2 separate regions of the Mus musculus genome follow, and region 2 is linked to region 1. A link is a contact called in public Micro-C data. All regions are on one chromosome and are shown on one strand. Each heading gives the region's core, a stretch centred on a gene start, on an enhancer-like site or on the middle of the called end of the contact. The rest is flanking DNA. Distances are from core to core; before and after follow the strand shown. Region 1 holds the start of St8sia2 (ST8 alpha-N-acetyl-neuraminide alpha-2,8-sialyltransferase 2). Region 2 holds the start of Ntrk3 (neurotrophic tyrosine kinase, receptor, type 3).

The links. A called contact is a pair of places that touch in the nucleus more often than the background predicts.
Region 2: a contact with region 1 is called in a Micro-C map of embryonic stem cells, with 8 times the contacts expected there. The contact joins the promoter of Ntrk3 here to the promoter of St8sia2 in region 1. A contact is called at or near these places in 1 of 39 promoter capture datasets (embryonic stem cells) and 1 of 484 Hi-C or Micro-C datasets (embryonic stem cells).

The regions. Positions count from the first base shown.
Region 1 is chr7:74,010,178-74,016,213 of GRCm38.p6, reverse strand. St8sia2 (ST8 alpha-N-acetyl-neuraminide alpha-2,8-sialyltransferase 2) reads left to right here and starts at 2,532. Exons shown (of 6, transcript NM_009181.2): 1 at 2,532-2,817. The coding sequence starts at 2,720.
Region 2 is chr7:78,574,744-78,580,779 of GRCm38.p6, reverse strand. It overlaps Ntrk3 (neurotrophic tyrosine kinase, receptor, type 3), which reads left to right and starts at 2,942. Exons shown (of 17, transcript NM_008746.5): 1 at 2,942-3,244. The coding sequence starts at 2,997.

The DNA of each region.
Region 1 (6,036 bases), core at 1,283-3,782:
GTGTCAGCACAACACACTGCACGACCACATTCTCAGCACAAAGATTTATTTGTCCCAGAAGAACAAAGGGCACAGAATAAGAGATAAAGACAGGAGATAGAAGATGAGGGAGAAGGGGAAGGGCTATTTGTCCCAGCCTCTGGATAGAGAGGAGACAGACGTGGCCCATAGCAAATGGTGGTTTATAAAGGTAAAGGGGAAAACCCCATGTTAGGATGAGGTGTCTAATTTTGATTGGGTATGTTAATTCTGGCAGCTAAAAAGAGGGCTTTTAATACCTAGACCTTGGTAGTCAGCCTCAGGAGGAAGGAATAAACCTTGGTGGTCAGTTTTAAGAATGTAACCTGATGTTTTTGGTTTGGTTTGGTTTGGTTTGGTTTTAGGTTTTTTGCAAGGTAAAGGGGATGGAAAGATCAAGGCCTGCCAGAACCACATTTGTTATGTTTGGCCAGCTGGAGACCCTTCAGTGTGTGTGTGTGTGTGTGTGTGTGTGTGTGTGTGTGTGTGTGTGTGTGTGTGTGGTTGTTGCAGTTGTTGATCATGTTCATGTGGAGTGTGTACAATGTATTATAATTGCACACACACATGCAGGTATGTGTGTACAGAGCCCAGAGGTTAATGTTGGCTGCCTTCCTCAGCAATGTTACATCTTATTTTTTGAGACAGTCTCTCACTGAACCTGGAGCTTGCCAATTCAGCTATACTGGCAGGCCAGCAAGCCCCAGGGACCTGCCTGTCTCTGCCCTGCCCTTGGGCACTGCAGTTAGAGATGCACATTACCCAGCTTTGAACTTGGTTCGAGAATTCCAAACTCAAGTCCTCATGCTTTCATGTGCACCAAGCCCTTGACAGACTGAGCCACCTCCTCAGCTCTGAGATGCCCTCTTTAGACATCTCCCTACTTGTACTGAAAAGAAAGAGTGACTTTCAACAAGGTGCTCAGCCTCTGAAAGTCACCCCCAAGGGGGAAAGTGTGCTACTCTTGGGTACTCCTTGAAAGGGAAGGAACTGATGTGCAAGGGTGGGGGGGGGGAAGCAATGAAACACCCTGGAAGGGGCGCATCCCTCCTCTGGGAAAAAGACAACTGCTGCTGGCACTCAGAGGAGACCCCTGAAGAACTTGTCCCCCACCTTACCACGCTGTTTCCGTATCCTGTCAGCAGGCAGGGCATAGAGGCTCTCCCTGCAGGTGAGAGCTTGTCCTGAATCACACCACTACCACCAGTACCACCACCAACAACAACAACAATAAAAATAAAAACAGCAACAAAACCCAGCAGGCCTCCTGCAGAGACCACTCCCTTTAGCCTGTTCCTCAATGAAGAAGTGTGGGGAGCTCCCTAGACCTTCACACCTTGGCCTGGGAGAGACACGGGAACTACACTAAGGGAACTACTAGCTCCTCCTTGGAGTTGTTCTGGAGGACAACCGACTGGGCATCTCTGTTTATCTACAGGTGCTTCCCAAACAGTAGGGCACTGCATTGACATTCTCAACGCCTCTGACAAGCAACCTCTAGGACCCTTCACTAACCAAAGGACGATCTGGCTTCTTCTGAAAAGTTACATCCAGTGTGTGTGTGTGTTGTAATCTAGTTCTAGTAAAACTTAATGAATGGGTTCTTCCCTCTTGACGCAGCAGGGCAAAAGGTAACGGTAAAGTGAGCTAAAAGGGTCTGAAGCAGGGAAATCGTTCGGTATGGGGTGGGGGGGAGGAGCATCTCCCTTTGTGGGAAGTGTATTTTTCTAGAAGGCCTTTTGATCATGATAGGACTCCAGGGGTTTATTGATTAGACCAGAAAAGAGCACGAGCTAAGGGGATGAAGCACGTACAGTACCAGCCACAATGTGGGTACTATGCCTGCTCTTGGAAGTAGAGCAGGTACTACGGGGATCCCTGGGTTCTAGCCATGACCTCAAACAACTCGAGAGTTCCATGCTCCCGGGCTTGGGTCTATAAATGGACAGAGATGACCGCCCATAGAGAAGGTGGTGTTGTGCAGGCTGAGCACCTCGCCCACCAATTGCCATGAACATCGCTGGTGAAGTTGGCCCCTCTTGCCCATTTCTTCTCCCCTCCTCTCTTCCACTTCCCCTTTCAATTCGTCAACTGCTGAAGCGTAGCCCAGAGGATACCGCCTCCTCGCAGCGCGCCGGAGACCGTCCCCAAGGTGCTAGTCTTTGTGTCGGGAAAACTTTGAGAGGAAGCGAGGGCGCTGGACAAAGAGCGAGCGACGCTAGGCGTTTGCCAAGCAGCCCCGGGTGCTCCGAGTTGTCTGGCTCAGCTCAGTCTCCGGGTCGCTTTCGATGGCCGGAGCCCAGCCTTCCTAGGCCGGGAGTGGCAAGCTCCCTGAGCCCTCTCGGGCAGGAAAAGCAAAGGCGGGTGGGTGGCCGCTAGAGTTAGTGGGAGGAGACCAGGCAAGGCGCGGAGCAAAGCTGTCAAACTGCGCCTGGAGCCCAGTGCGGGGCGGGGGGGAAAGGGGGGGGGGAGAAGGAGGGAGGGGAGGGGAGGGGCGGGCAGGAGCGGAGAGAGAGCGAGCGGGCTCGCCGCGCCAGAGCAACCCTTGTCTGTTGCTGCTGCTGTCGCCTTGGCCGCCGCCGGCCAGGACTCGCCCGGAGCGCAGGGTGTGTGCCCTGCTGCGCGTGGAGCGCGGAGGCTCCTTCAGCCCCAGCTCCTCGCCCCGGCCCGCGCGCGGGTCCCGGAGGGCACCGACCCCACCATGCAGCTGCAGTTCCGGAGCTGGATGCTGGCCGCGCTTACGCTGCTCGTGGTCTTCCTCATCTTCGCAGACATCTCAGAGATCGAAGAAGAAATCGGGTAAATAGCCTCCCTGAGCCCGTGCCCCATCCCCGGCGGGATCTCTTCTTCCCCTGGGCTCCTTACTCCCCATCCGCTTTGTGTGCGCCGCGCCCCCCTGTCGCTCAGCTGGAGGGATAGTGCCGGCGGTTTGGGCTGGGGGTGGCAGTGTCAGGGGCCCGGGACGCTTTAGGGAGTGGATGATGGGGGCGCGGCTGCCGAGGGGCGTCCCCGGGCGGGGTGCACGGGCAGCTGTAGCCGCGCGGCGTGGGGAAAGCGGACTCACCCACCCTGCTCCCTGTCCCCTAGTCCCTTCCCCCGGCGTGTGCGCGCGCGGTGTCGCCGGGGTCGAGGGAGGGCGCCGGGGAGTGTCTCGGGCGGGTAGAAGGACGGAGAGTGGAGGCAGGCAGGAGTTTCTTTGTCTCCGGCTCGGCCGTTTTCTCGCCTTGGCAAAGTGGGCAGGGGGCGCGCGGGGGATCTCTGAGCTGGGGGAGGGGAATCCCCTGGCGGGAGATGAGTGGGAAGGGCTCCGTACCGACTCCTGGGAAGGGGAATGTGCCCTGAACACACCGGTACGCACCCACGCCTCCCGCCGGCCAGCCCAGGATCCGGGCGTGGGGGGTAGCACCGCTAAAGGTGTGGCGCGCGGTGCTGGAGACCAGGGCTCTCCCCTGGCTTTGGGTGCTCTGACAACCCTGCGACGGCCCCAGGCAACCCCAGGTTGCTGAGCGCTCACAGCCGGCGCCAAGACCCGGGGAGGTTGTCGGAAAGTCTCCAACGCCGCCCGGTGGGCTTCGGGGTCCCCAGGAGCGCGCGATCTCAGCTTGTCCCTATCTCTTCAGAGGTAGGCGGGACCACACCTCCAGCTGTGCCTGGTTCGGGACTTCTTGGAATGAGCTGTCTAACTGAGCTGGGCTCATCAATCAGGGTGTCCCGTGGGCTGAAGCTGGCTCCCGATCCTACAGTCTTCTGCACGCGGAGCCCGACCCATGTCCGGAGCCTCCAAACCGTGGTGGAACATGTAGGAAGGCAGCAAGGCTCTGAGGTGGCCTTCAGTAAAAGGGTGAGGTCCCTGAGAGCACAGGAGGCGGATTTGATTCTCTGTGGGATTAGTGAGGAGCCAAGCTCAATCAAACAAGCGTCCTGTGCTGCGTGCGCCCCTCCTTTGTCCAACTTCGTTCGTAAGGATATAAGAACAGAGAATGGATGGGTCCTGCCTTCAGATCCCTCCAAAACAGAGAGAGTCCAGAATCCAAGATGCTGAGGCCCTAGGGACCCTAACCTAATAGCAGGTGCCTCTTCCTACCCTTTGCTTTCTCTCTCCCACTCACTGTCCCTTTCTGTAACCCCACAAACCATTCTATGGACTCCACTATGTTTCAAGAGTCCCTCTCTGCTTCATTCCTCTCGTCCTCGGTTTCCCCAAGAACTCCGAAAACTTTCACTTAATGTTCAGTTAATACACTCTGTGCCGCCAGCTTCTCGGCAGAGACAGAAACGAACTGCTTTCCCATAGCTTCTCTCCTGGTGTGTGGTCGGAACAGAAATTGGTGCAGTCACATTCTGAGATATGGACTAAAGCGCTCCCGGGTCACTAGATGACTTTGACAATGGGAAAAGGAAAGACCTTCAGATGCCTACTTCTTCTGGGGTGTGTGTGTGTGTGTGTGTGTGTGTGTGTGTGTGTGTGTGTGTGTGTGTGTGTGTGTATACATATGCTCCCACTTCCAGGAGCAGGCATCCCGGCTCATCAATTCGCTGAACTTTTTACTGAGTCTCTTCTATGTGCCAGGGACTTTTAATTTTTAAAATGTAATGAGAAGATCAGTTACACGTGGTGTCTCCCATTCCTGCCAAAGGCATCTTGAAGCCTTCACTTTCCACAGTCAAATTCTTCCAGCAGGCAGACAGAAGTTTCCAGAGGAGCATTTACATATAGAGTGTGTATTGAAAACTCAAGGCTCTTGTGCTGTGGCATACTGTGTTTTACCAGGGGATCCCTGAGTCTCCCCCATCCCCACCCCCATACCTGGACTGATCCTAGTAAGAAAACTGTCGACTAGCCCACCCTGACACCTTCTATAGCATCATCTCTGTAGACGCCTGTCTTTGGGGTGGACTTTAGCTTTGTCAATCAACACTTTCTCCTAGTTTGGTGGGGATCACCATGGACCTGCATTACCCAGGCCACGTGGTTGGTATCAATAGCCCAGTTCTGTTTGCAGTCAGCCCCACCTGTTTAATCTGGAGGGAAGGGGGCTCACTGCATTTACCATGCATGGAGAAGGAAGGAATAATGTGGGACAGAGTATGGGAATTGCACTAGCCCATCTTTCTGATAAGGAGTGTGGTTTTAACACTTATCCTTGGAGCCACCTAAAACGTTTGCTGTGGGTAAGTGACCTGGAATAGATTTGGGGGTGTCAAGAGGACTCTGTCTCCTTTGCCCTATGCTTCCTAGGAAGGCATGGGGTCCTACTCAAGACCACAATGCTTTTGTGTCACGCCTTGCTAACTGTGCTGGGGAAGATAGCAAGTTACCCACCAGAGAGAACCATGGCCCTATCTGGACAGGGGAGAACAGTGTGATCCTGAATTCTACTGGGCAGGCAAGAAAGACAGAGTCACTTTGGGGATAAGTTGTCCTGGGACTAAGAGATGAACAGTTTTTTTAAAAAGCAAATAAATCTCTCTCTCTCTCTCTCTCTCTCTCTCTCTCTCTCTCTCTCCCTCTGTGTGTGTGTGTGTGTGTGTGTGTGTGTGTGTGTGCACACACACACACACACACACACACAGCCTACAGATCTATTCTTCCAAAGCTTTCAATACTTTCTTAGAAAATGAGATTTTTGGGCCTGTGGGAGGCAGAGGCAGACGGATTTCTGAGTTCGAGGCCAGCCTGGTCTACAGAGTAAGTTCCAGGACAGCCAGGGTGAGATTTTTAGATTGGTGGCCTCAGTCGTCCTGACCTGCCCCAAGCATTAAATATCCTGTGGCCAAGGGTAGAGTTTCTGAGAGACATCTCCTTTTCTGAGTGGTTGTCTTCAGAGTTTCATTCTTGACATTCTTTTTTTGTTTTTGTTTTTGTTTTTGTTTTTTGAGACAGTATAGCCCTGGCTGCATTCTTGACACTCTTACCATTCATGTGGAATTGCATGAGAAGTGTAAAAAGACAGACTCTCTGCAAGGTGCCTGGCCCATTGAGTTCCCCCAGGAACCCAGGATCACAGTTGAGTTCTG
Region 2 (6,036 bases), core at 1,693-4,192, 4.6 Mb before region 1:
GTCTCTGATGAGGTCCAAGGAGTTGTATTATCTATTACAAGCTGGCAGGGACTGTGGATGTCATCAGTTAAAGGAGAGCAAAGACCTGGTTCCATGTGGTCATTTCATGGATTTGAAAGCTGAGGCCCAGAGTGTAAGTCTATTTGTTCATGGTCATAAGTAGAACTCTGCTCTTTCCACTTGCATTAAAAAAAAAGAGCCTTCTTCATTTTTAAGCTTTACTTTCTAAGTGGGCTCAGAGCTCCTAGCACCTTACCTTCATCCTATCCACGGTCAAGAATGAAAGACCTTTTGTCCAATCAGAGTCCCTTGCTTCACAGCCTGAATTTTCACTCTCTGAAGAGGTTTCCAAAGTTTTGCTTTGAAACCCGACTTATGGATAGCATCCTTTCTTTGCAGGCAGTAATAAAAATCGTCCTTGTCCTTAAAAATGGGCGGGGCACCCTTTAAGACACAACTATGCTTTCTCCTTGTTGGAGCTCTACTAAATCCCCTCAGGCAGTCAGCTATTCTGTCTCCCTGGGGTAGTCTGGGAAATGCTTCCTATTTCTCCTCTGCTATCTCTCAAGAGAGGCCAAGTTCCAGTGTCCTGGCTACACCTTACTCTCCCTGCCTCTCAGAGAACCCTAAAGTCACTCAGGATGGCACTTGAAGTGTCAGGGAGATTCCCAATGGACAAGGACATCAGGGACTGGCCTGAAGCCAGTAGGTTCTGGTTTGAGAGTCTAAGGCTGTCTCCACTCTGTCCCCTCCTGCTGGCGGGAGGGCAAAATGCCATTCTGGGGACAAGGCCATCATGGCGACAGGGTGTAAAAGTCTCACTGGGGCAAAAGGAAGGCAGAGTGTAATGAGAAGTCGGGGAAAATGCCTTTTATAGGCATGCTCTTTTCTTTTCCTCCTTTCACCCAAGTTTACTCCCAGCAAAAAGTGTTACTGCAAGCCATCGGGTCTGTCTGTCGGTGGCACTAGGGGCAGGCTGGTGGCACCGCAATACCCCTTCCCCCCATCTTGCCTGCAAGTTGCATGACCTGCATTGGAATCCACAGGGGGGCGGGGGAGAATCCTTTCAGATCCTGGATGCTGTTGAATTCAATGTATTTTGCTTCCTTGCCTGCCCTCACCCAAGCTCGGGGAGGAGAGCGCTGCTTTCTTCTGCGTGTGAATGCTGTAGTGTGTCTGCCTGCTCGGATTCCCCTAACCCTTTCTTCTCCTTTCCCACAGCAAAATCTCAGGCTTTCTCAGGAAATAGCTCGCATTTGGCATATTTACATTTGCATTTTATTTTTAAAACAATCCTATCAAGGCAAAAAGCGGGGGCTATACTTCTCTCCCCATCAGGTCTAAACTTGCCTCGAAGGCTGCACCTGTTTTGAGCCCCTACCAGGAAGGGGTGTTTGTGGGGGAGGGAAAGAGGAGGTTCTGTGCCCCCCAAATCATCCGGAGAGAGCAGTCCGCCCACCCCCTCACCAGGCTGCCAGCTCGGCGCACCCGAGGGCTGAGCCCAAGAAGCTGGCCTCCGACGGTGCTGGCGTGGTGCTTGCCAAAAAATGCCCTTCGCATCTCAATTTCCTGGCCGCTTCTTTCGCATGAATCGCTCGCCCTGGGCCACCTCGGTTCTCCAGCGCAGTCCTGCAGGCGCTCCTTCCCTCTTTCTCTCCTTCTCTGGTCCCTGTTTGTCCAAGGCGGAACCCATAACGCACCGCCAAGAAGGAGCAATAGGCTCAGGGGCACTCAGTGTGCCATGCCACGCAGTCCCCTCCCAAGCTGAGCCCAGCTCCCGGGACTCTTGATTACCCAAATGAGTGTCATTCAGATCTAGGTCTGCACGTCTGCGGCCGGCGTCCCTGGCTGCCTCGCTCGGGTTCCTGTGCGCTCCTGATTCCCGTCACTGTCCGTGAGCCCGAGACCCTCACTCAGGCTGGGGAGCATCCCGGGTCACCTGGGCCACGCTCATTTCGCTTCCTCCTGCGGAGGAGATTGCAGCAAAACCGGGCAGCACGAGGGCCAAAAAGTGGAAGGGAGAACGCCTTTCGTGTTGCTCAGTCAGCTTGCCAACTCTCCCTCCCCAACGCCGACCCTCGGAATCCCAACTGCAACTTTTCCTTTCCGTCTCGTTTTCCCCTCGGCTGCAGCGAGCGGGCGCGGGCGTGGAGCGGGCGGGCAGCGGCGCGGCTGCGGGTGGCGGTACCGGCGAGAGCCGAGAGCCGGCGAGTGGGTGGGTGGGTGGGGAAGCAGGAGGGAGAGGACGGGCGGGGAGAGAGAGGGGTGTGGGGAGGGGAGGGAGGGGGAGATTCCGCTCTCCTGCCTCTCCCAGCCCGGGCGGGGGGCGGGGGGGGGGGAGGAGGCCGCGAGGAGGGAGGGGAGGAGGGAGGGAGGGAACCGAGGAAGACGCTCCGATAACCCGTGCGTTTCGTAAGGCTCGGAGCACTTGTACATTTCTGCAGGCGCGTAGCGAGCCATTCGCCGCGACTGCTGCAGCTCTGACTGCATCTTCCTTCTCCTCCTTCCTCCAGCTCCGCGCGTGTGTATGTGAGTGTGTGCGAGTGTGTTTTGCAGGTGTGTCCGTTTTAATTCTGCCTAGGAGGTGGGACTTGGTGACTTTAGCACCATCTTTTTTTCTTTTTTTATTATTATTTTTGCCTTCCCACCGTCTGTTGTTACAACCCTGCAAAGTCTCGGAGTCGGAGAGCGCGCCTCGTTTCCAGAGCTTCTGGACCCCGCAAGCCGGCGAGCGCCGAGCCGGCCACCATGCCCGGCAGACCGCGCCACTAGGCGCTCCCCGCGGCTCCCACCCGGTGGCGGCGGCGGCCGCGATGGTTTCCGACGCTGAAGGATTTTGCATCTGATCGTTCGGCGTTTCAAAGGCAGAGGCCCCCCTCCCCCTTCCCCCCTCCCTCGCTGTCTTTGTTTCCTTCCCCCCCTGCTCTCCCCACTCCCCCCACCCCACCCCCCTCTCCTCTCCTCCTCCTCCTCTTTTTTAGAAGCAGCGATCGGAGATGGATGTCTCTCTTTGCCCAGCCAAGTGTAGTTTCTGGCGGATTTTCTTGCTGGGAAGCGTCTGGCTGGACTATGTGGGCTCCGTGCTGGCTTGCCCTGCAAATTGTGTCTGCAGCAAGACTGAGATCAATTGCCGGCGGCCGGACGATGGGAACCTCTTCCCTCTCCTGGAAGGGCAGGATTCAGGGAACAGCAATGGGAACGCCAGCATCAACATTACGGACATCTCAAGGAATATCACTTCCATGTAAGTCAGGCGGCCGCTACCCAGCCCGCCCCCCACCCCCGCCCCAGCTTCGCGTCTCCGTCTTGCCCGCCCGCGGCCCGGGAACTGGCCCTGCGCTCCCCAGCTCGCCTCTGTTCGCAGCCCGCCGGGTGCGCATCAGGCTCGCCCTGGCTCGGGAGATGCTGTAGGGCTGCGTGTTTCAGGTGACTCCAGCCCTAGCCAGGCGTGATTTGATGATGCTGGTGGGTACCTCTCCCTGGAGAGGACCCTTCCGGGCGGAGTGCACCCGGGCCCAGCTCCTGTCCCCGCCCCCACCCTCTGCCTGCTCGTTTCGAGGGTGCGAATTGGGTTCTATGCCCCCCACTAAATAGCAACAGTTTGGCCACGCTCAAGTGGAATAAAGTAGAGGCGTCTCGTTTCCCTGACAGGCGGTGGCAGATAGCGGCGGCAGAGGCAAAGCTTAGCCTAGCCTTGGAGGGAAGGTGACAGATAGGGACTGCTTGAGAACCAATCGGGATTTTTTAAAAAAAAAACTGTTTCCCTTTGGAGAGAGCAAAACATGCCAATAAGTAAACAAGTTGGAAGCTGGCTTCTCCCGAGGAGACTTCGGACGTGTTCTGGCCGTCATGGACGCCTACCTCTTTGCTTTTCCTCCCCCCCACCTCCCGCCGCCTTCTCCAACCCCATTTTGGGCATTTCCGAGACATCCCCCCCTTTCCCACCCTCATCTGCATCTGGGCGCCTACAGACCCTTTCCTGGCTTGGGCTTCCATAACTGCCCAGGGTAATTCTGAGTCAGGTTGCTGGAGGCAGGAGAGAGAGGACGACCTGGGTTTTGGGAAGGAAATTTCTTTCACAATTCTGCGGTTCCTTCCCCCCACCCCCTTTCTCTCAAAAATTGAACTCTGCGTGGCGTTTGGCTGGTTTGCCCCGGCTGAGTGGGACCCTGTGTAGTGGCCTGCTCTTTTCTTGTTGTGTTTCTTTGGTAGGGATGGGGCCAGAGGCCTGTGAAGGAGTGAAAGGAAGAGTCAGGGCCAGGAGCCTGCATAGCCTTTCTTTCATTCTTCATTCTTCAGCCAGGTGACCACCACCCCTCTGACCTCTCTGCCCCAGGAAGGAGAAGGGTGTGGATAGCTCTTGGATGCTCGGAGGGCAGCTCATTGGTTTTTGCCCCGTGCTCTCATCCCTTGGGAGCCCCAGGACTGACTAGGACGGTGGCCAGGCTCTGAGGGAGACGTTTAGGGTAGCTCTTTGCCTTGGGGACGGACTAGAGCAAGAAGGGACCCAGTGTGCTGTGGCTACTGCCCTCTCAGTGTCCACCCCCTCCCCTCTTTGCTCCAACCATTGCCTCAGGACTACAAAGCCTGAAGGAATTGGAGTCAGGCTCTCTCCAAAGCCCACCAGTTCTCTTGGTATAAGAGAGACCAGCTTGTGTTCTTGCAGCTTACACTTTGAGGGAGATGAACAGCCCCAGAAGATGTCCCCGACTCCTGGAGACAATCCTGACCCATATCTTAGCTCTGCCTTTCATTCCTTACTACCTCCAGGATGGTCAAGGATGTCCAGATAGACAGCAAAGGGGTAAGGGGAGGGGAGAAGAGAGCAAAGGAGAAGCCTCTACCCACTTGGAGGCCAGTGTCTGTCCAGGAGCAAGGTCTGGAGGAATATGTTTCAGGGAAGCTTGGCCCCTGGATTGTAGGGATGGCTGCAAAGAGCTTAGTGGCCTGTGCTCTGGAGTTGGGCATGGAGATTTTCAGGTGATTGGATGTGCCAAGGGCTGGAGAGTTTGGGAGCCAGTGAGCTGTGTCTGCCTTGTTCTCTGCTCTAAGGATGTGTATGTCCCTGGGAACCCTCAGGGAGGCAGGATTGGTCACAATCAGATAGGCTCTTTATGGTCACGAAGAGGTGTCACACCTCTCAAAATGAGGTTTGGGGAAGCGGTTCTATGGGGGGGGGGGAGTAGGATTAGTTGTTCCCCGGAGACATTGGTGGGAGGAGGGGACACAGTTGGCCTCTTGCTCCTCTCCTGGCATTAGAGGATCCCAGGAGAGTGCCTGTGGCGATCTGAGCAGGGAGACTGGGAGCCGCTCAGTGGGAACTGGACTCAGCAGCCATCAGGACTCTCTCCTAAACCCATCTGACATCAAAGAGAAAGTGGTAGGGAAGGTCAGAGGTCAGGGGTTAGATGACCCTCCCTCACCCCATCTTCCCCCCAGTGTCCTGTTATGCCTGCGTCTGGTATTGACTAAACTCAAGAAGGGGCTCAGACTCCCACTCCAGAGGCAAGGAGTCCCGAGGAGGGAGAGGATTCATGTTCATCCAGGGAAGAACATGCCCTTGTTGCTCTCTTACTCTTTAAGACATGGAAGATTAAGGGAAAAGGTAGCCTTTCCCAAGCCCGCCTTCCATCGGATCTTAGCACTGAATAATGGGCTATACAACATATATCCCAGGTCCCCAACCCAAGGCCTGCTGGTAGAGGTGGGGCTTAAAGAAAGAGAAGCACAGGGCAGGAGAGGATCCAACCCTAGGGGGGCCTGGGAAAGTGTCCTTCAGACTCGTGTGTCTAGAGATCCAGGGTCAGGAGGGGGCATCGCCTGTCAGCCTGGAGCTCTGGGTGATGGCGTGCGGCTGGACAAATTCTAGGCATGGAGAGACGGCGTCTCCTCAGGTTCTTCTCAAGTATCCATCCTCCGAGAGTGAACTCTTTGTGCTGAGTTTTTAGACAGACAAGGTTTTGTTTCCTTGTGGCCCCAACTCTTGTGGTATCATTCTGAGTGGTGGCTGTGCCCATCCAGAGCTTTGGGTAGAAG